4 separate regions of the Zea mays genome follow, and regions 1, 2 and 3 are each linked to region 4. The links are chromatin contacts, called in public Hi-C maps. All regions are on one chromosome and are shown on one strand. The core of a region is the stretch at or near the end of the contact, and the rest is flanking DNA. Distances in the headings are between cores, read along the strand shown.

What was found. A called contact is a pair of places that touch in the nucleus more often than the background predicts.
Region 1: a contact with region 4 is called in a Hi-C map of ear, with 2.5 times the contacts expected there. The contact joins the promoter of LOC100193981 here to the enhancer-like site in region 4. A contact is called at or near these places in 3 of 25 Hi-C or Micro-C datasets (bundle sheath, ear and leaf).
Region 2: a Hi-C map of ear shows a contact between it and region 4, with 4 times the contacts expected there. The contact joins two enhancer-like sites. A contact is called at or near these places in 6 of 25 Hi-C or Micro-C datasets (ear, leaf, tassel and 1 more).
Region 3: a contact with region 4 is called in a Hi-C map of ear, with 2.8 times the contacts expected there. The contact joins the promoter of LOC100274674 here to the enhancer-like site in region 4. A contact is called at or near these places in 6 of 25 Hi-C or Micro-C datasets (bundle sheath, ear, leaf and 1 more).

What each region holds. Positions count from the first base shown.
Region 1 is chr4:138,960,502-138,965,269 of Zm-B73-REFERENCE-NAM-5.0, forward strand. It overlaps LOC100193981, which reads right to left and starts at 1,647. Exons shown (of 6, transcript NM_001139048.1): 1 at 1,452-1,647; 2 at 512-624; 3 at 57-428. The coding sequence starts at 569.
Region 2 is chr4:139,580,480-139,585,788 of Zm-B73-REFERENCE-NAM-5.0, forward strand. No RefSeq gene overlaps it. Among protein-coding and RNA genes, the nearest start is that of LOC118476954, 130 kb to the right of the region's middle. Within about 2 kb of position 1,747, at least 3 of the 20 cell types and tissues checked have an H3K27ac peak or open chromatin away from gene starts, as enhancers often do.
Region 3 is chr4:139,048,711-139,053,567 of Zm-B73-REFERENCE-NAM-5.0, forward strand. LOC100274674 (tRNA (guanine(37)-N1)-methyltransferase 1) reads left to right here and starts at 1,805. Exons shown (of 11, transcript NM_001148994.2): 1 at 1,805-2,120; 2 at 2,261-2,358; 3 at 2,614-2,718; 4 at 3,007-3,069; 5 at 3,150-3,223; 6 at 3,672-4,194; 7 at 4,302-4,388; 8 at 4,800-4,857. The coding sequence starts at 2,017.
Region 4 is chr4:139,319,467-139,324,285 of Zm-B73-REFERENCE-NAM-5.0, forward strand. It overlaps LOC100275976, which reads right to left. Exons shown (of 8, transcript NM_001403698.1): 5 at 3,887-3,982; 6 at 3,621-3,780; 7 at 3,376-3,529; 8 at 2,877-3,237. The coding sequence ends at 3,162. Among protein-coding and RNA genes, the nearest start is that of LOC109946038, 7.6 kb to the right of the region's middle. Within about 2 kb of position 2,640, at least 13 of the 20 cell types and tissues checked have an H3K27ac peak or open chromatin away from gene starts, as enhancers often do. A contact at or near this core is called in ear and leaf, where this site is marked.

The DNA.
Region 1 (4,768 bases), core at 397-2,896, 360 kb before region 4:
TATATAGACATGACAAAAAAAACATACACACATTTAAGAACCAAGAGCAATCGTACGTTTGGCTAGCAGATCCTTATCAACCTTCTGAGAATCATTTTGTGTTGAGTGAAACCCTTCCACCCCATCCTTAGCCCACTCATGACACAGTTTGATATCTTCATCAGATAATATTTTCACTGGGTTCTGTGACCTCTGTTTCTGGGTAGATTTCTCTTTCGTGATGGGCCTGTCCTTCAAAGCAGTGCCTTTAATAGTGTTGGTCACATTACTAAAAGCCTTGCGCTGGGACCTCTCTTTCAGGGTGGAAGTGCCCTTCAAACCTGTGCCTTTGGCAAAGTTGGACAAATCCTGAAGAGCTCTCCTCTCTAGATTCCCAGGATTCTCCGACGGCTTCAGCCCTTTGGTCCTTGATCCAGCAGCCCTCTTACCTGAACATTTAGATAAAAGAGATGTATCTAATTCAGGAAAAATCCTTTTCACGAATTAGTTTTTGATAAAAATGCAATCTCACCTCTATTTATCTGTTGGTTCTCGTCAACAAAAACAGAAGCTGGAGTTGGGAAGGCCATGATGGACCAGACAGCTTCTTTCTCTACCTTGAAAGCCGGGCTAAAATCCAATTGACTGATAAAGAGAAACTAATCATAATATAGAAATAATAAATGCTGACTTCTATACGGTATTTCTGAATTCTGATGTACAGAAACTGAACAAGATTTGAAATAAGCTCTGAGAGGCTTAATTTAATATGGATTTGAAGTACCACTAAACTGCAAACATACTAAACTGGATCAGAATTCAGAAGTACACAACCAGGGGAAGAGTTGCATTTCATCTTACAGAGGTCGATTATGAAATTCCATGTAGCAAAACTGCATAACGAGTACCTCCATTCTAGAATATTTGTCACCCGATAGTTCATTTTTAAACTAAACCGTGACAAATAAAAAAGAACCGAGGAGTACGATTTACCAAGGGGAGACAGTGCCTAGATAGGATCCTGGTGATGTGGCTGTGCAGACTTTATTTGCACACCTATGTGATAGCACTTTCCATTGAGATGACATAGACGGAAGCACCACTAAATTAGTGAACCCAACAACATCAAAAGTTCAAAATGCACATATCCTCTACTATCAAGCCAATCAAGATCTAACTGGCATTTTGCATAAGCATCCGATCTGCATCTGCAAACAAATTAACAATGAAAGAGTCTTCGAACCGCTCCTAAATGATGGATTATGAACCCCACTGAGACCTTGTGTGCCCTCAAGAAGAGAAGGGCCACGGAGGGCTAAGCTCGGAACAGCGAACAAATCCACATACAGGGCATCCCAAGAATAGACCAAACGGACCGAAGTACGTTAGGCTTTCGCTTCAGTGGTTCACATCACAGCGAATGACGGCAAAAAAAAAAGGAAGGAATGGAGGGGGAGAGCGCTAGGGTTTACCAGGACAGGAGAAATCAGGTCGATCTCCACTAGCGGATTCAGCAGCAAGGAGAACGAGGACCGGAGAGCAACCCGCGACAGCGTGCCCCGGTGGAGTCGACGGCGCCAGTTCAACGGGACGAGAAAGGGTTTCTTCTTGCCAAGTATTCGGCGTGCGTGGTAGTTGCGGGAAGCAAGGTGGAGAGGAGGCAGAAAAGCTTTTCTGGTGTGCGCTGCTGCTGCGACTGCGAGGAGGGGAAAAAGGGTAGGGGAGCGCTCTTGGCAACGGTCGGATTTTGGATCGGCTTCGGCTCGGCTCGGGAAACCCGTTCGATTAGTATTTTTTTTAGCCTTTCAACGGGCCGTTCCTGAACTGTGCACACTCCCCGCTCGGCCCATTGTTTCCATGTGAGCTAACATTGGGCCGGCCCAAGTCAGCACGTGATAACCCTAATCAGGAACCCTCGTGCCCGTGCGCATATATATCCCCTCTACTGGCCGAAACCCTTCACCTCGCCGGCGCCGCCATCCTCGATTCTCCAAACTCGATTGGTCGACGTGTTTCCGTTCCCTTCTAGCTTTTGTGAACCGTTAAGCTTGGCAATCCTTTTGTGTTGTTTTTTCATTGATTGCGCCATATTAGTGGTTTTGTGTTGAATTTTTCGTTGATCTAGACAAAAATCGTGTGTGGTTTGCAAGATCAGCTTCTTGTTTGGACCTTGAACTGGATCCGGTTCAGGCAATCGGCAATCATACTGCCATCTTGCGAGATTGAATCCGAGCCAGCTTAAACTCACCTGGATCTGACACCCTCGGTGATTTTCTGGGCCCTTTCGGCTGGCACATCTTTTCTACTACTTTCTAAAAGAAAGAACTGTTCGTCCTTTTTGGGTTGTGTTTCGTTGATGTTCGAGCACAGCAAACGCACTCTGTCCCAAAACCTCTCCATGTTTTGTGGCAATTTCTTCGTTTGCGAGAGGGATGTACCCAGAGATCTCGTCCGCGAGGGAGGCTTGCGCTCTGATCTCGTGGAGGATTTTTTGGAAACATGTGTTTGAGCCGTGTCTTATAGAATTTGTTTCTGATTTTGCGTAAAGTTTAGTATTATTCTTCCTTGTTGGTTGATATCCGAGATGATTATGCTCAAATGAAGAACGGTTAAAATTAAAATAATTCCATTAGTACAGGCTATAAATGCTTTAGGTTTTAAATGCTAAATGGTACTCGTACGAGTTTAGGGTTTAGATTATAGTATGTTCTGACCATATAATCTAAATTGTTTTGAACTATCTAGCCTTTGCTTTAGGTTTTAAATGCTAAATGGTACTCGTACGAGTTTAGGATTTGAGATTATAATATGTTCTGACTATAATCTAAATTGTTTTGAACTATCTAGCCTTTGGAGATTTATCACATGGAATGCAATTCCTCGATGCATTAATCATCAATGCATGAGATGAATATACAATTGTCAAAGCATCGATGTTTGAAATTGGCTTATGCTTCCCAAAACAAATTCATAGTTGTTAGATACGTTGCGGTTACTGGGGAAACACTTTTTAGTGGCATCAACATCTGAACGTCAACTGGGTTATCTCAAGATCCGTCGGTTTGTTGGCGAGCAAGCACGCATTACCGTACAGCATCTTCCACAGAACTTAAAATTAAATGGAAATAAGAAAAATCAAGCATCCAAGTCTTCTAAATTCCCTGTCTGTAGCTACAAAATTATTTGTCAAATAAAAGACTTTGTTGGTTTAGGTGTTGCTAACCTAGCTACCAATAATATTTGCTTACTTAGCAAATGATCATCAATAAGGATGAAGTTTGACATCAAATTCTCAAAAACAAGTATTTGCTATGCACCTCATGAAGATTAAAGATGAATTTTTTTAATCAGGGTCAATTTTAGATAGTTGATGGCTAAGGTGGTTTGTGTATGGATGACCTTTGAATATATCGCTAAAAGAGTAATATCTAAATCTTTTTAATGTGGTGAGTGGAGAAAAATTTGTTCAGTGGCAAAATTTGTTGGCCACAGCTGATTTGTACTCGAGAGAGTTTTCTTTGGGGGCTCAACAAAATAGACTTTTCTCTCCTTTGGAAGCTAAAGATCTCCCTAAAAAATAAAAATTTCTTGTGTTTTTATGGAGGGGTGTAATCCTCAATGAAGATAACCATGCAAAATGAATGTGGTTGGAAATTTTGAACTGTAAACATAACGAGAGTATTCGTTGTCTTTTATTTGATTGTTATATTGCTAGAAATATTTGGAGAACCATTTTCTTTGTATTCCATGTAGACAAATCTTATAGTATTAATCATATTATAGGGGCTTGGTAATCCAACAAAGAAATGACACAGAAGAAATTTTTAATTGGAGTAGCAGCAATGTTTTGGTTTACTTGGCTTTTCTGTAATAAAGTTTTTAATCTTAAACCAATATGGTCCATTCTACAAGTCATTTTTAGAGAAACACATTGGCTCCGATTTTAGAGATTGTTGCAAAAACAAGATTCTCATCCAAAAGTTCTTGATGTCTGTCATTCCTTTGAGGGGGTGGCCATGGAGATCTTCCCATGCTATGGGTGGCGATCTAATGCTAGGACTGTGGCTGCTTAGTTTTGTTTATGGTTTCAATCAGATAATTGTTTTCTTTTCGTGGTTTTTTTTGTACTATGCATGAATTTGCAAAAGGCTAGAACTTGTTTCCATTTTCAAAAAAAAAAAGTCTCCTATCTGCCCATCCACCATTTTTTATTCACGTAAGTTGTAAGAGACGATGATGTCTAAGGGGGTGAATTAGAATTTCTAAAAACTTCACTCTAAACTAGGCCACAAATAAATCTATAGAACAAAACCTATCCAAAAAATATAAACTACATTGTGTAAACTAGACTTTGACTAAGTGTTGCTATCTCTACTGCAAAACATTTTTGTAACCTAATCCAATCCTAAATATTCTAACTAGAAAGGAGAGAATAAAACTTAAGTACTTAATGTAAATGTAGAAAGTAAAGAGCAAAGGTAGAGATGCAAACTCCTGTGTATGACGCTAATGTTTTTACCGAGGTATCCGGAATCACGCAAGATCTCGACTAATCCTCGTTGGTTCCTCCACGCAAAGGGTAGCCCACGCAAGGGCCAAGCACCACGGGTGAGTAACTCCGTAGAGAGCAGTCGGTCTTCTCCACACGCAAGTGGTGCTCCGCTTCTGGCCGAAACGTCGTGGACCTCGTTTCCTCCGGTACACGATGGCGGCCGTGACACAAACTCGGTTGTCACTGTCTCGTAAGACTCTCGACCCACTGGTATAATATTATTAGGGCTCGCATAAG
Region 2 (5,309 bases), core at 497-2,996, 260 kb after region 4:
GCAAATTCGAAACTAAGGACACTTTGGACATGAGCTTCATATACTAGAGTTGGATTTGAGATTAAGGGGAGTCACTTGGCTTTTAGGAGTATGGATTGAGTTGATAAATCACTAGATGAGAAGGAGTCACATTTGAAACCCTCAACTAGCCCAAAAGTGGAGTTTTAAATCTAGAGAGAATTTGCTAGTGGTCCATATATCAAAGTTGTATATTTTGAAAAGTTGAACAACTTTCATGTATGGAGAATTCCAAGTTTTAGAGGAAAAGTTGGAGTAAAAAGCTTAATTCAGTTTTGAATCAGACTTGAAGTTTGCTGAAAATAATATCAACTAGCTGTGTTTGGGCCTTCATAACTTTCGATTTATAAACAGTTTGAAGATGGTCATTATAACAAAGTTATAGGGCCACATGAGGAGTACAAGTTTTGTTAAGTAATCTAGCCCTAAAGCTATTTGGAACTTGGAGAAAAACTAGTCCAAAGTAGAGCTGTCAGAAATTGTTGATTTCAGACATTGAAATTCTGAGTCTTAATTTCAGCAATTGATGCAAACTTTGGGCTAGTGTGGTTTGGAATACAAGAGGCTTTGGTTAATGGTCACTATATAAAACTTGTAGAGGAACTATAGGAGTATAAACTTTATTGAGAAACATGCCCTAGAATCATTTGGAACCAGGAGAAAAAGGTGACTAAAGAGGGGCTGTCAGAATTCTGAATTTTTCAGATTGGGAATAGTATCTGAATCTGAAATTAATATTTTTAGTGCAGTTTTGGGGTTGTGTACTGCCTGTTCGATGCAGTTTTGGACCATGGTTTATGTAGAGGAAGTGAAGACCATATAGTGGTGAATAACATTCTTTTAAGGTGATGGACATGATCCTATACGAAGATTTGAGTAACAGCTGCTCAAATTTGGACTGTCAGGTTGCTGAAACTGAATTGTATTCAGTTCACTGTAAACTGAAATTCAGCACAAGGGTGTCTAGTTTGGAGCTCTATAGTGCAAGGAGATTTGGGTTTGCAGTTCCATAGCAAAATGGAAGACCATATCAAGAAGAACAAGTTTCATACACAGAGTTGGTCTTGCTAGTGTGTAGAATTTAGAAAGAAGAGTGTTGCAAAACTCCCTGTCAGAATGGTAGGGTGTTGTTTCAGTTAAGCTGAAAATGGGGTTTCAGCAGTTTTTCTCTACTTTGGTGCTTCATAAATATGGTTATGAATGTTTTCAGCCTAGGGGTGCTATACCAAGTTGGTAGGGCTATAGTTAGACAGTATCTTTGATTAATGGAGGTGGGTCTGTTGTTAAGGGGAATTGTGAGATCCAAGGGCTTAAACAGTGAGAAGTGGAATGGAGTAGTAGTGCTGTTTCAGTTAACTTCAGAGTTTGGTTTCAGAAACTGAACAAGATCCTCTCTCTGCTGTACTCTAGCCATGTGCTCGAGTTGGGATACATCCCTGAAGATCTGGGGCTCTCCATACTGTAAATATCTAGGGTTTGGACTGTTGTGGGGGGCTGTGAGCAGTAGAGTCCTTATCCATTTTGTTCACTGTCTCTAGTATGGGACAGGGGGAGATATTTGTGTATGTTGAAGAGCTGGCCTAGTGTTGGGTATTTGTTTGACACGTATGTAATCTTGTGCAGTGCTGGCGCCCAGGGAGTACTCCACTATGTTGTGAACAAGTTAAGGGTACTTGCTCACATATTGAGTGCCTTAGGGCTTGGCTTTAGTGGAATTTTCTCCCTGCCCCAAGCTCTGGTCAAGGTTCACAGTGAGTGTGTTGTAGTTTTTGTGCCCACTCTGGTTCTAACCCTCTCCCCAACCTCATCTGTTGGCCTGCCCTGAACCCTTGCACGCCAGCACCCTGTCTGGTGACCACAACAGCAGTTCTCACCCTCGTCGTGGCCCGGATTCCTCGGAGGTTGTCTCGGTCGTGTGGTGCTCGTTCCCTACTCCTCAAAGGTCAGTGAAGCATTGGTATTGCTGCTGTGTAAAAAAATTGGATAAAACGTCACAAAACTTTCACTGACAGGTATATGGTTTCAGTCAGCTGAAACAGAATTTTATGTGTTCTCCACCTATTTTTGGAGCACTATAACTCTTGATCCATGAATCTTTGACCTAAGGCTGCTGCAGCAAACTTGTACAGATATGTTTGGTAAACAAATTTTATTAGTCAAGGTTGGCCTATTATTGTTTGGAATTGTGAGGAGTAATGGAGTTAAAGGTGGGGGTTCAGTTTGGTGTAGAGTTCAGTTTCAGAATCTAAAATGTAATTCAGTTTGCTGAATTTTTAGAAACCGTGAATTCCTCTCAGTTTTGGACCATTCTAAGTCTCAATTCTTGAAGTTTTGGTGGATGATCATTGCATTAAACTTGAAGATCTAATATTGGGGAGCAATTTTTTTTGAGAAGGATCTCCCTATCCTTGCTTTGAATTGGGAGAAAAGGTTATTCCAAGTTGCTCTGTTAGGTAGAGGGTGCTGAATTTAGTTCAGTTAGCTGAATTGTGTAGTTTGGTGGATTTCCAACTTTGGAGCTCTCTAACCTGAAGTCTGTTGAGTTTTAGCTAGTATCCGTTAAAGTAAAGTTGGAGAGTGATCATAGAAGAGAAGCTCCTAGTAAGAAAGTGTATCAAGCCAGCATAGGGAAATGAGAGAAAATCTGATTGGAAGTTCTAGGTTTAGGCTTGGTATAGTGATTTGAGCACAGTTTAAAATTCAGATTGGGAGCGGAACGATCCTCCCGCCTCTGTTGTGTTCCAATGTGTCAATCCAAGCTGAGGCTGAGGTTTGATATTGGAAAAGCAGGTAGTTGAAGAGGATTATAAGCCGATCCTTAACTGGGCGAATGGAGACTGGACCGGTTTCAGATTGGGCAGAGGGGGCCGGCATGCTCAGGCTACAAGTCAGCCGAAGCCTGTTTGCTACTTCAAGTTTGGTTGCACTGGTTAAAAAAAACCACCACCTATCCCAACCCAGCTGTCCCTGAGCCATCAAAATGCGGCCACGTATCTGCTTGTGTTGTGCAGTTTCTGCTGTTGCCATGTACAAGAGCTGCCACACAGCTGCTGGCATCGTATGCCAAAACCTTTCTCTGTCGTGATATGCACCAACGCAGCAAAGTGCTCCTTCCTTTTTCCATTGCTGTGCTCCCTGCTCCAAGTGAGAACTTTCGGTGTTCTAGCGCTCTAGCCCCTGGCGTCACCAGCCTTGACCTCACGCTCTGCCCAGCAGCCCACCTCGCCGCTTGCCTCTTCGTCCGTTGGTCGCGGTCCACAGAAAAGAATCCCCATCGCCAGGAGCCCTGCTTGTATCTCCACTTAAGGCTAGCGTCCATCTTTGGGTGAGGTAGGAAGGGTCTTTAGGCTAGAAATACTTCCATACGTTTATTGTTCTACCGAACTTCTAGGATTGTAATTTGATGCGGTTTTTAGTCAAGAAATTCGGGTGGCCAGCGCCCTCGTTCTGCGTTTGTGTAGAGTATTGAAGTTCAGTAAGTAGCTTCCTGGTAGTTATATATTTTTTTGAAAACTTAGTGCAGGAGCTCTGCTATTTCATTTAAGGAGAGAAGGGAAACAAGAGTCTTAAAAAGTTGCTATTACATATAACGAAAAACACTCAAACACAATCCAAAAAAGAGAAGACATTATACTACACATGGATGCCCAACTGCAGCTCGTCTCAACGCCATTTCTTGTTTGGCCAGATGAAAGACCACTTGTGTCGATGCTTGCTTGCCCTAAAAAATACGCCGATTCCGCTCCTTCCAAATATTCCAGGTGAAGTACATAAGCAAACCCGAAACAGTGAGTTGATCTTCTTTCGATTTGTTTTGGAGCACAACAGCCCACCACGAATCGAAGCTCTGAATATCTGAGCTGGGCGGCATGATCAGATTATTGGTCCACGACCTGACTAACTCCCACACTTCCAAAGCAAAAGGGCACTTGAGACAAAGGTGAATCGCAGTCTCCGGCTCTTGATCGCAAAGGACACATAGAGGATTGCATGGCCAATTTCTTTGACTTAGTTTATCTGCTGTGAGGATCTTTGCTTGAATGAGCAGCCACACAAAGAACTTATGTTTCCCTTCGGCGTGCGCCTTCCAGATAGATTTTGCTTTGAAAGCACTGTAAGAGCCCTTGAATTGTGCAAGATAAGCTGATTTGGAAGAGTACACTCCATTCTCGGTCCATATCCACCGAATGCAATCTTCCTGGTCATTGAGCTGCACCCCTCAATATGGTTCCACAATTGTATGAATTCAGCCATCTGTTGAACATTTTCCATTCTCCAGAGACCTCTCGTCCAATTGAGGTTAACCAATTGTTCAGCCACCGATCTATTTTTGCGCCATGCCAGGGGGTACAAGCTAGGTGCAATGTCAATCGGAGCTTTGCCTGAGAGCCAAGCATCAAGCCAAAAATTTGTCTTCAGTCCGTTGCCAACCGTTACAGATGTTGATGCCCGGAACAAAGCTGCATCTATTTTATCACAGGGTATCTGAGAACCAGCCCACGGCCTATTAGAATCAGTCCAGTTGAGCCAAAGCCACCTGAGGCGCAAAGCACGGCTGAAACGCTCTAGATCCAAGATGCCAAGGCCACCCAAGGATTTCGGTCTGGCAGAATTGGTCCAATTCACTAGACAGTGCCCACCATTAGCATTTTCAGCACCTCTCCAAAGGAAAGACCTCCTAATTTTATCGATCTTCTTAATGGCCCACTTCTTCAAAGGGAAAACTGTCAAAAAATGCACCGGGACAGCCGTGAGCACTGAATTTACCAGAGTCAGTCTTCCAGCTTTATCAAGCAGCTTCCCTTTCCATGCCGATAATTTACCAGCCAATTTGTCAAGCAGCGGCTGGAAATCCACTCGACGCAATGGTCGGCAAGTTAAAGGCAGCCCAAGGTACTTGCACGGAAAAGCTTTGATGGCACACGGGAAAGGCTGCATGATATGCTCTAGCTGCAGCGAGTCGCAGCGGATAGGATAGACAGCACATTTACTCAGATTGACAGATAAACCTGAGGCTTCACTAAAAGCTGCTAGGATCTGATTAGTGACTTGAACTTCTTCTCTGATCGGGTTGATGAATATGGCGGCATCATCAGCATAGAGGCTGACTCTCAATCTAGCAGAGCGGTGAAGAATAGGGCTGAGCAGACCCTCCCGAGAAGCAATGTCAAACAGCCTCTGAACAGGGTCGATGGCAAGAATGAACAGCAAGGGAGACAAGGGGTCCCCCTGCCTCAAGCCCCTTCCATGGTTGAAGAAATTCCCTCTGACTCCATTAATCATTACTGCAG
Region 3 (4,857 bases), core at 555-3,054, 270 kb before region 4:
CAAAGCAAAGGGAAGGAACCAGAAATGAGTGTCAATGAATCCTCTATCATGGAGAGGAGCATGTTGAACAAAATCTATAGGACGAGCCAATATTGTTTGCTAGATCAGTCCAACCCTGATACGAACAATGACATAAAAAGGACCATAAACTTACCATGAAAAAACCGACCAAACAATTACAGTTAGATGATAAAGAAAATATAAAAGAGGTGAAAAAATACGAGGAATAATATTATACCATTTTTATGAGATATGTAGTTTTTATTTTTAAAAGTTTTTACAATTTATTTATTTTCTTTGAATTGTGTATTTTTTTACTTCTCCAAAAGTGTCTCCAAGAGTCTTTCTAAATTTCATTCTCTAAATTATCATTTGGAGAGTCGTTTGCATAAAAACTACTTTGTATATCTTTCTAATCTCTAACAACTTGTCTATATATTGTTTTCACTCTAGAGTCATTCGTATTTTCTATTTTTTGCTAGCGATAAACCCAGAATAGAAGATAACTGTATTTGGATAACTATTTAAATAAGCTGGTGGAAGACATTTTTTCTACAAAAAAAATTCTATTCATATTAATTAGGAAGGATATAGAAAGTCTCCTGAAATTGCTCTAAGAGCATCTCCAACAATGCCTCAAACTGATGTCTCAAATTGAAATATAGGGCTATATAAAGAAAAAAAATTACTCCAATAATGCCTTATTTTATAAAATTTGATTAAAAAATATAGGGCACCATCTCAAGTACATCAAATATACTAAACCGTAGTGGTCTGCCCTATAATTTAGATTTAAGACTTTACTGTTAGATCATAATATTTTGTTGGTGCCTTATTTTCTATAAAAATATACTTATTTTTAAACTATAAAACATTTTTATAGGTCATGTTGATGAAGATGATCTAATACGATTTATGGAAAAAGGTCTATTTCCATATCCTCTTCCGTGTTTATTTCTCGTTCTCATGAACCACGACCCAAACAGCTGATATAATTTCCACCGATATCCCACAATCCAAGCCGATTTTTTTATTTTAGCCCTTTTCAGAAAAAAATTTACGTTTGACCCGATTTAATGTCGTTGTTTTGACCTATTTCTCGGTGTTATGGCTCATAGCGCTCAAACATGTCTCGCGTCATAAGCCATGGCGTCGAGGTACCTAATGCGATGGTATCTCGATACACGCTGTCAGCTCATGTGACCTAGCTCGATGCATAGATTTTGGAACCGACCTAGGCAATGGTCTCCCAGTTGCCTCTGCCGAACATGCATGGGTACATATGTATGTGTCAGCGTGATAGTGTCAGACGTCGGCACGTAGATAAAAAATACGGTATATAAGATGATCGAAAAAGGATGTATAACCATCTAATATCTTTAAAACAAAAGAATAAAAAATTATACCCTACATGCTAATAACGACGGTTTAAGAAGCATAAGTCCTACTCAAAGCACTCATACCTACAAGTGACGTGGATAGTCTCATTATTGTCATTTTAAACCGGCTTCCATATATAAAAAAACTGTCTATATGCTGTAGCGTGGTGCTCCATGATATCAAGCTGTCAGGGAGGTTGTGTGTTGTAGTTGCGTCAGGGAGATGTCAGGCACGGTCGCACAGGAAGCCTTTCAAAAGCACGCACCCTTTCCTGTGAAATCCGTTTCTTCTCCTTATCCAATCAGCCATTGTCTAGTTCGGCGCCACAATCGTGAGGCGTAGAAATAGATCACATCAATTATCAGCGTGCCGTCGAGACATGTTTACCCAACGTCACCAGCCTTGACGTCGAGCAAAACGTCTAAAAAAGAAATTAAGTCGTCCATCAGTCAAACTTAATAGCTAAAGTTAAAAAAAAATTCGGACGACCCAAACGCCACCCAGCGGCCACCGCCACGCCCGCTCCGTTTCCCGATTCCCCAGCGGCCAAAACCCTAGAAACCTCCAGCCAGAGGGAGGAGTTCAAGAGAGAGAGAGTGTGTGAGAGAGAAAGAGAGGGAGAGCCGGAGAGGGGCTATGGAGAAGCTGGATGAGAGCAAGTTCGAGCAGCGGTTAGAGCTCTTGGCGCTCCGCATCCCCCGTGAGCTCGCCTCCGCAGTTACCCGCCTCCTTCGCTCCGGGTAACGTTTCTCCCTTGTTCCAGGTTCCAATCCAATTAATCTGGTAGGAACATGAAAAACGAACGGATAACTTAGTTATAGTATCCGTTGCGTCAACGACTAATTGGGGGCTCATTTCCCTTCCCCATCTGTGATTTTAGTTATCTGCTCGACAAGCCAAGGGTTAAACCTGTAGTTGAGGACCCCGAGGGCGACAAGAACCGGCTCGTCATACTGTCTGAAAGGATTCAGAAGCCCGGTATGTTACTCTTAGGATGGGCTCTGTCAGTTGCAAAAAAATTACACTATTAACTGAGCAAACATTGCAGCGCCACGTCACCAAATCATGTTGGAATAGCCAGCACATTACTCCATTGAACTATAATATAAGGCTATTTGAAATGTTCCTGTGGCTTCAGAAATCTCTGACTCTTGCAACACAATTTTCTGTCCTGATCAGTCTCTTGGTATTTAAAGGATAATGACTTACCCGTGTTAATGTTTTGGTGTGCAGATTTATCTGACATGTCACAGCAGGCGCTTGATTCATTGAAGCAACTATGCAATGTTGAAGTTGTACCTTACACATTGACCCTAGGTTATTCATATTGGAGTGCAGGTCTGTTTAAGATCTTTTCTTTATAATCTGATTTCTGTTATGTTTTAGTATCGTTCGACTTTGTGGTACATATCTTCCATATTCTTTTGTTCTATAAATTTTCTATGAAGTTTTAAGTCTTCTTTACTAAAAAGGGTGCCATAATTCACCCATTGCTGCTTATTAATTGTCATCGACATTTGCCTTTTCCTTTATTGATGAGTTTTGAGCTGACAAAACCAGTTCAACCATTTTTAAATTTTTTAATATTATGGGTTTGATCAATGTTTTTTTTTAAATTTCTGATAGATCACATTTTGAAGCGAATCCTGCCTGCTGGAGTGGAGGTACCCTCTTCGTTTGAGACAATTGTTAAGTATACTAAACTTGATGATACTTTTCTTGATTTTGTTGTTATCTCTTTTTAAATATTTTTTGTATGATGTCTGCAGGTCATGTTGCTCATCTGAACATATCTGATGACTTGCTAGCATATAAAGATGTCATAGCAAAGGTTATCTATGACGTAAGCACACTTCTACGTACTTCTTTTTCTTAGTAACTTGCTCGCTTTATATATTCTTAGACTCTCTGATTCACAAATCACAACACCATGCATGCAGGACGCATATGCCATATATATTTTGTACAAAAAATGTTCCAAAAAGGGGTTCATAACCAAACTTGCAAGCTCTGCAGATTGCCTTGTACAGATTTAGAAATGTTGTCAATTTATCGTACTCTTCATTTCTTCAATGCTGGTTGATGGGAACTTGCATTGACACGAAGTAGTATTAAATGAATTGACACTGTGAGCAGTTAACACTGGAAACATTAGATAATATCATGAACATATGTGAAATTTTGCTGCCTAACTTTGTTGATTTATTGATGATCAGAATATCTGAAAACATCATAAACTATGTTGCTTGCTTAATAATTCACTAATCATTCAATATCATATCTATATGCAGAAAAATTATCCAAGGATTCAGACCGTGGTGAATAAAGTGGGGACAATAACAAATGAATTTAGAGTCCCGAAGTTTGAGATCTTAGCAGGGAAAAATGATATGGTTACTGAAATTAAACAATATGGTGCAACATTCAGACTTGATTATGGTTTGGTCTACTGGAATTCAAGACTCGAGCATGAGCATATCAGATTAGTTTCCCTGTTCAAGAAAGGAGATGTTATATGTGACATGTTTGCTGGTATAGGTCCATTTTCAATCCCGTCTGCTCAGAAAGGTTGTGTTGTATATGCAAATGACTTGAATCCAGATAGTGTTCATTATCTAAGAACTAATGCAAAGATTAACAAGGTGGAGGACTATATATTCGCCTACAACATGGATGCTAGAGTGTTCATGCAAAAATTGATGACTGTGCCTGGCCTGGAAACTAGATCAGACTCTCAAGTTGCCACTGATGAATCCTATTCTAAAGAAGGGGTTCCACCTAATGAAATTTCTTCTTCAAATGGAAACCATAATGGTGCCTTCTTTTCTTATGAGATTCCTATTCACCCCTGGATATTGAGTGTTTGTGGTCCTCACACACTAACTGTCTAACTCTACTAGTTTTTCTTCAACTCTTTCTAGATGTTCGAGAGGACATTAAAAATGGTGCTAATGAATCCTCTGCGGCAAGCACTACTACTAAAAAGCGACAACAAACTTCAGAAGAAGGTAACTATGCTGTGTATTCTGCAGTGTCTTTAGTAAGTAGTAAACTTGCAAGAAGTCAATTTACCCGGGTTTGGCTAGTATGTGAGATTTCGTTGGCACAAGTGACAAGCCAATGATGCACTCAAAAATGACATATTCCCACTTCCGTCATCTGTACTAGAATAGTAGTTGTCTACTAGGACATGGAGGTGACTGCATGCAACACAATATCACCAAACACAGCTCGCCTATGCACGACAACCAAACACCAAGACATTGTATACATTTATGCTGTCTTAGGCTGTGCAGTGCATAAGGTCTAATGCAAGCTAAGCCTAATGCAACCAACGAATCACTCCCTTATTTTCACGAAACTTCTTTGAGTGTGCCAGATTCCTAATTAAACTAAAATTTTCTACCTGTCTCCAATAGGTGATGAACCTGATTGCCAAGATGCAGATGCTAATAAAACAAAAAGACAAAACAAAAA
Region 4 (4,819 bases), core at 1,390-3,889:
ACTAGCCGGTTAACTATTAGATAATTTGCTAAAAATAGTTAATAGCTGAACTATTAGCTAAATTGATTGAATGTCTTCAAGTAACTTTAGCAGCTAATTAATGAATTCAAACATCTCCTAATTTGGGTGCAACAACTAATCTGAACGCCTTCTCTATATAATGATGAAACTGACATATTTATGGAGGAAAGACACACGATGAATACAATACAACTCACGGTTTATGAATTCTTAGACTTTCCTTTCCTCATTTCATTCATTTATACCCGTTCAAAATCTTTTATTTTTTATTTTGATTTACAGCAGAAGTGGCAGTTTAATTAGAAATATAGAAAGGTTGTTGCGCTACTTTGGAGTTGCGATTTGCTACTTCTTAAGAGTACGTGGCCCGCTATGGCTAGGTCTATAGGAATAGATATTAATTGTGTAGAAACTGGGGCCCTTCGGAATACGTAAAAAAGTTCTTGAATCCTGTGCTTTTTCTACAAAGCTAAACATATGGTCAGCTATCGGCTCATTTGAATTTCCACGAGCTGACTTAACATCCTAGCTCGGTTTGTTAACGAGTCATCTCAATTTATTAACGAGCCAACTCGCGATCTAAACGAGCTACCATATTCCAGCAAAACGAAACTATATGCATATCATTTATACAATAATTGATAAACATGTTATATATATGTGAGGTATTTATGGCCTATGAATTAAACAAATGATTAATGAACTATGTCTATGTGTTAATTTGGTCTATGCAAATATAATTATGGGTTAAACTGATGAACATGTATGTGAATAGTGAATTAATAAGTGATGAATTGTATTACTTTAGTATTACATTGACGTGGTTTGTGAAACTATGAGTATAATTACTATTTTCTATTGTTAAGTTAGTTTGAAATTAACTAAAAAATAATTAGTATGTACATATTATTTTTTCTGCTCTCGCTCGCGAGCTAAACGAGCCAGCTCGAGCTCGTAAACGAGCAGAGCCGAGCTGACTATGTGGCTCGTTACCTTAACGAGTCGAGCTCGCTCGTTAGCTTAACGAGCCAGCTCGAACTCGGACGAGCCGAGCTCGCTCGTTATCCACCCCTAGTAACTACGACGAAAAAAAATTCCCACAGTTCTCACGAACGCTTAACAGAATGCATTAGAACTCATATAAGGGCTAGTTTGGGAATACCAATTTCTCAAGGGATTTATGTTTTCCCATGGAAAAATAAACTAATTTCCTTTGGAAAAATGAAAATCCCTTGGAAAATTGAGGTTCCCAAACTAGCCTAAAAGTTCTATATGGGGATAAATCCCAACGAAGATCCTCGTCTTAGTTTAAATTATAAATAAGACATACATCTCTTGTTATTAATGCAAAACATTTTTACTTATATATATTGTTAAATATAAGAAACATCAAAATAAATATATTTGTACAATAAGTTTAACTAGTATACGAAAATATCGTACATACAAGTTTAACAGGTCCCGCGAAGAGCAGTGATAGGAAATGCTTTTCTGTCCTCATTCCTGTTTATCCGTCGGAGAAAGAATTTTCTCTGCTTACATCCCATGGAGGAAGAAACTTTCCAATCCCCTAAGAGCTTGTTCGGTTACACAATCTAGAAGCAGATTGGATGGCCCCTCCAATCTCATTCTGGATTGGCGTAACCGAACAAACCCTAACGAAAGAATTCCCTCGGGGAATCAGTGATCATGGCCCATTGCCATCTCTAAATATATTCCTGTAAAATTTCAGTATAATTCCAATGTTTTTTGTGTTCGAAAGGGCCCCTAAGCCTAAACATAGTTAAGCAAATCTGAGAGCGGTGTTTGAATGTTCTAGAACTAATAGTTAGTTGGCTAAAAATTGTTAGTGAAATTAACTAACTATAATTAACTATCTAACTCTTAACTAATCTATAAAAATAGCTAAACTATTAGTTAAGATGTTTGGATGTCTTAACTAATTTTAGCCATTAACTATTAGTTCTAGTGCACTCAAACACCTCCTAAGTTCTAAGTGTCCTCGAAGATCAAAAAGATATCTGCTTTGAGCTAAAGCGACCTCCAAGATGCCTTGGACGATTAGGTCAGGCCCCGGCAGACCGAGGAACCCTGGAAAACCCAATTCCACATCATCTATTTATCATCCGAAGAAGCTTCAATCTGTAGATCAGTCTGCTACATTTTTGTTCAACCAAAAATATATAGACCATGGAGAGTCCATAAATTATACTCCCTCAAACACAAAAACAAAACAACTATTGCTTTGCAAAAAGTTAAACAGGTTTAAGTTTAGCCAAATATATTTAAAAAAAATACTAATACTCCTTCCGTTCCAATTTATAATTTGTTTGATTTTTTTATAAATTTGACTGGCTTGTCTTATTCAAAACATTTCACAAAAATTTTGAATAAGACAAGCCGGTCAAACTTGATAAAAAAAGTCAAACGAATTATAATTTATAACAAAGAGAGTATTTTATAATATTAAATAAGTATTAATAAAAAATATGACATGTAGAAGATAAGACAGTCACCGTTAATTGTATTAAGATCTCAAAAACCTCCAACTCCTACCACGCCCATACACAGCAGCCCAGCCCATACGCCAGTGCTCTACCCATCCCATAGGTCAGTGCTCTACCCATACATAACATCACCTTACCATGTATGTCAACGATCAGAACCAGGACCAAAACTTAGACTTGTGCTTACATAGCATCACCTTAGCCTGTATGTCAACGATCAGAACCAGGACCAAAATTTAGACTTGCTTTAATGTAGGACAAACAAGAGAATTTCGTTAACCCTAGTCTAAAATTCGAATTCAAGACTTAAGGAATGTTACTCGAACCACCTAACTCACTCCCGAGATGCTTCGCAATAAGTATCAATCATGAAAAATACTTTTACATGATAAACTTATTTAGAATCATAATATTGTTCTTTATAAACTTAATCAAACTTAAGAATGTTTGACCGATGAGCAAGATCCCAACACAGTATGTACAAGCCAGATGAGCAGGGTTATGTACACAGAACTAGGTTTTCCCTAAGCATATTATATGGTTCACCACGATGGTTAACAGAGCCGTCTTCCAGAGAGGGCGGCAGCACGCTAATAAACTGAATACGGGCGCCCACTGAGATGTCGTCTTCAGTTAAAGCGAGTATGGGTGCCCGCTATTCAGAACTCTGCGAATGACGTCCGTGTTCCATCCAAATACAGAATCCGAGCTGTCAACACGTCCAAGGAAAAGGGGTCACCTGTTGATCGAGATATATGTAGAGAATCTTAACAAAACAAAAAAATTGTTTAGGCTAACTAAGGATGGGCCTTATCACAGGCCGACCAATATCAAATATATCACTCACCTTGGGATCATGATCTCGTGATTGAAAATCCTGTCAGGGATAGCAGGAATGTGGTCCTTTTTCTCGTTGGCGAACTTTATGATCTGGAACAGCACTTCGTTAATCGACGCCTCCAATGCAGCACGCCTTGTGCTGGTCTCCTCCACGGCATTTGCTAGGAGCATATTGCACAAAATGTTACTGCTACATTCTATATGCTTATGGTAGCCTCATGACGTCTGTGAAACTTTAGTTAACAAAATTACCTTGGATGTTTGTCAGCCCTTTGGAGCTGTTTGACTTGCTGTATCTTTTGGGGAACATGACTTGCAAATTGATGAACCATTGCTCCCAATAGATGCGCTCTGTTTTGTTGACAAACCAACCAGGGTGTCTGTGTTTCTCGTCGAAAAAGGAGAGGCAGATCTGAGATATTCAGGGAAGGTAAGCCACTTATCTTAATCAGAAGATAACATAGTTCAGCAGCAACAGAAGTAAAACGCAGCATATGTCTAATTGTTGTACTTCAGACCTGGCTTCTGCGGTTTGGGTGTTTCTCCACCCATGCACTGAACTGGTCTATCTTTTCGTCAACTTCCTTTTCTAGTTCCGGTAGACCACATTGTACCTAAACACATCAAAACATCGAAGTGAGCAGCAGCAAAGACAATGCAAATGAAAGGAAGTTATTAGACTGCAACAAGCAAGGTAATCATATTTGGACAATGCATAATGCATCTGTCATCGTGGTTAAGTTGGGAAGTCGTAGAGAGAAAGAAACTTGCTGCAATTCTTGTTGAAATATACAGTGAAGCCTAGACTTAAAAGTAGGCTTTGGATTTCTAACATACATAACATGAGTTGCTGCCCACAGTACATATTTATCTGCTCATCACTTGTTTGTTGATTCTAAATTTCACAGCTTCCCACAGTACATAATAATCTGCTCATCACTTGTTTGTTGATTCTAAATTTCACAGCTACACATTAAAATCAGTTTACCGAAAAGTAAATCTCAATTATACCTGAAAATGGATTTGGATCATCCAAAATCCAAATGGATTCAACCCGCTTTTGATTTAATTGAATGGATGTTGTTTAGACCAGGACATTCATTGCCATGAGATCCAAACAGGATTGGATTGGATTGGATAGAAGGCTGGATATCCAAATATCCATTGGACCTCTCCCCTCCTCCCGGTGCCTCTCCCATGTGGGCAGCGGCACCTTCACCGTGTGCATCTCCAGCTTCGAGTGGATGCTCACGGTGGCCTTCCTCCAGCTGTTCCTGCTACTGCAGTGATGCCTGCCGCCCTGCCGCCTAAAAAGTGTGTACTGATATGCTTCTCCAGCTTGCCGAACCATGCCTCGAATGGAGTGTAGCTTGTGTACCAGCATAGCTTGGCCGTCTCTGCCATGTCCGGCATTGATGCGCTCTGTCTTAAATCGTCATTGTCTCATGGCC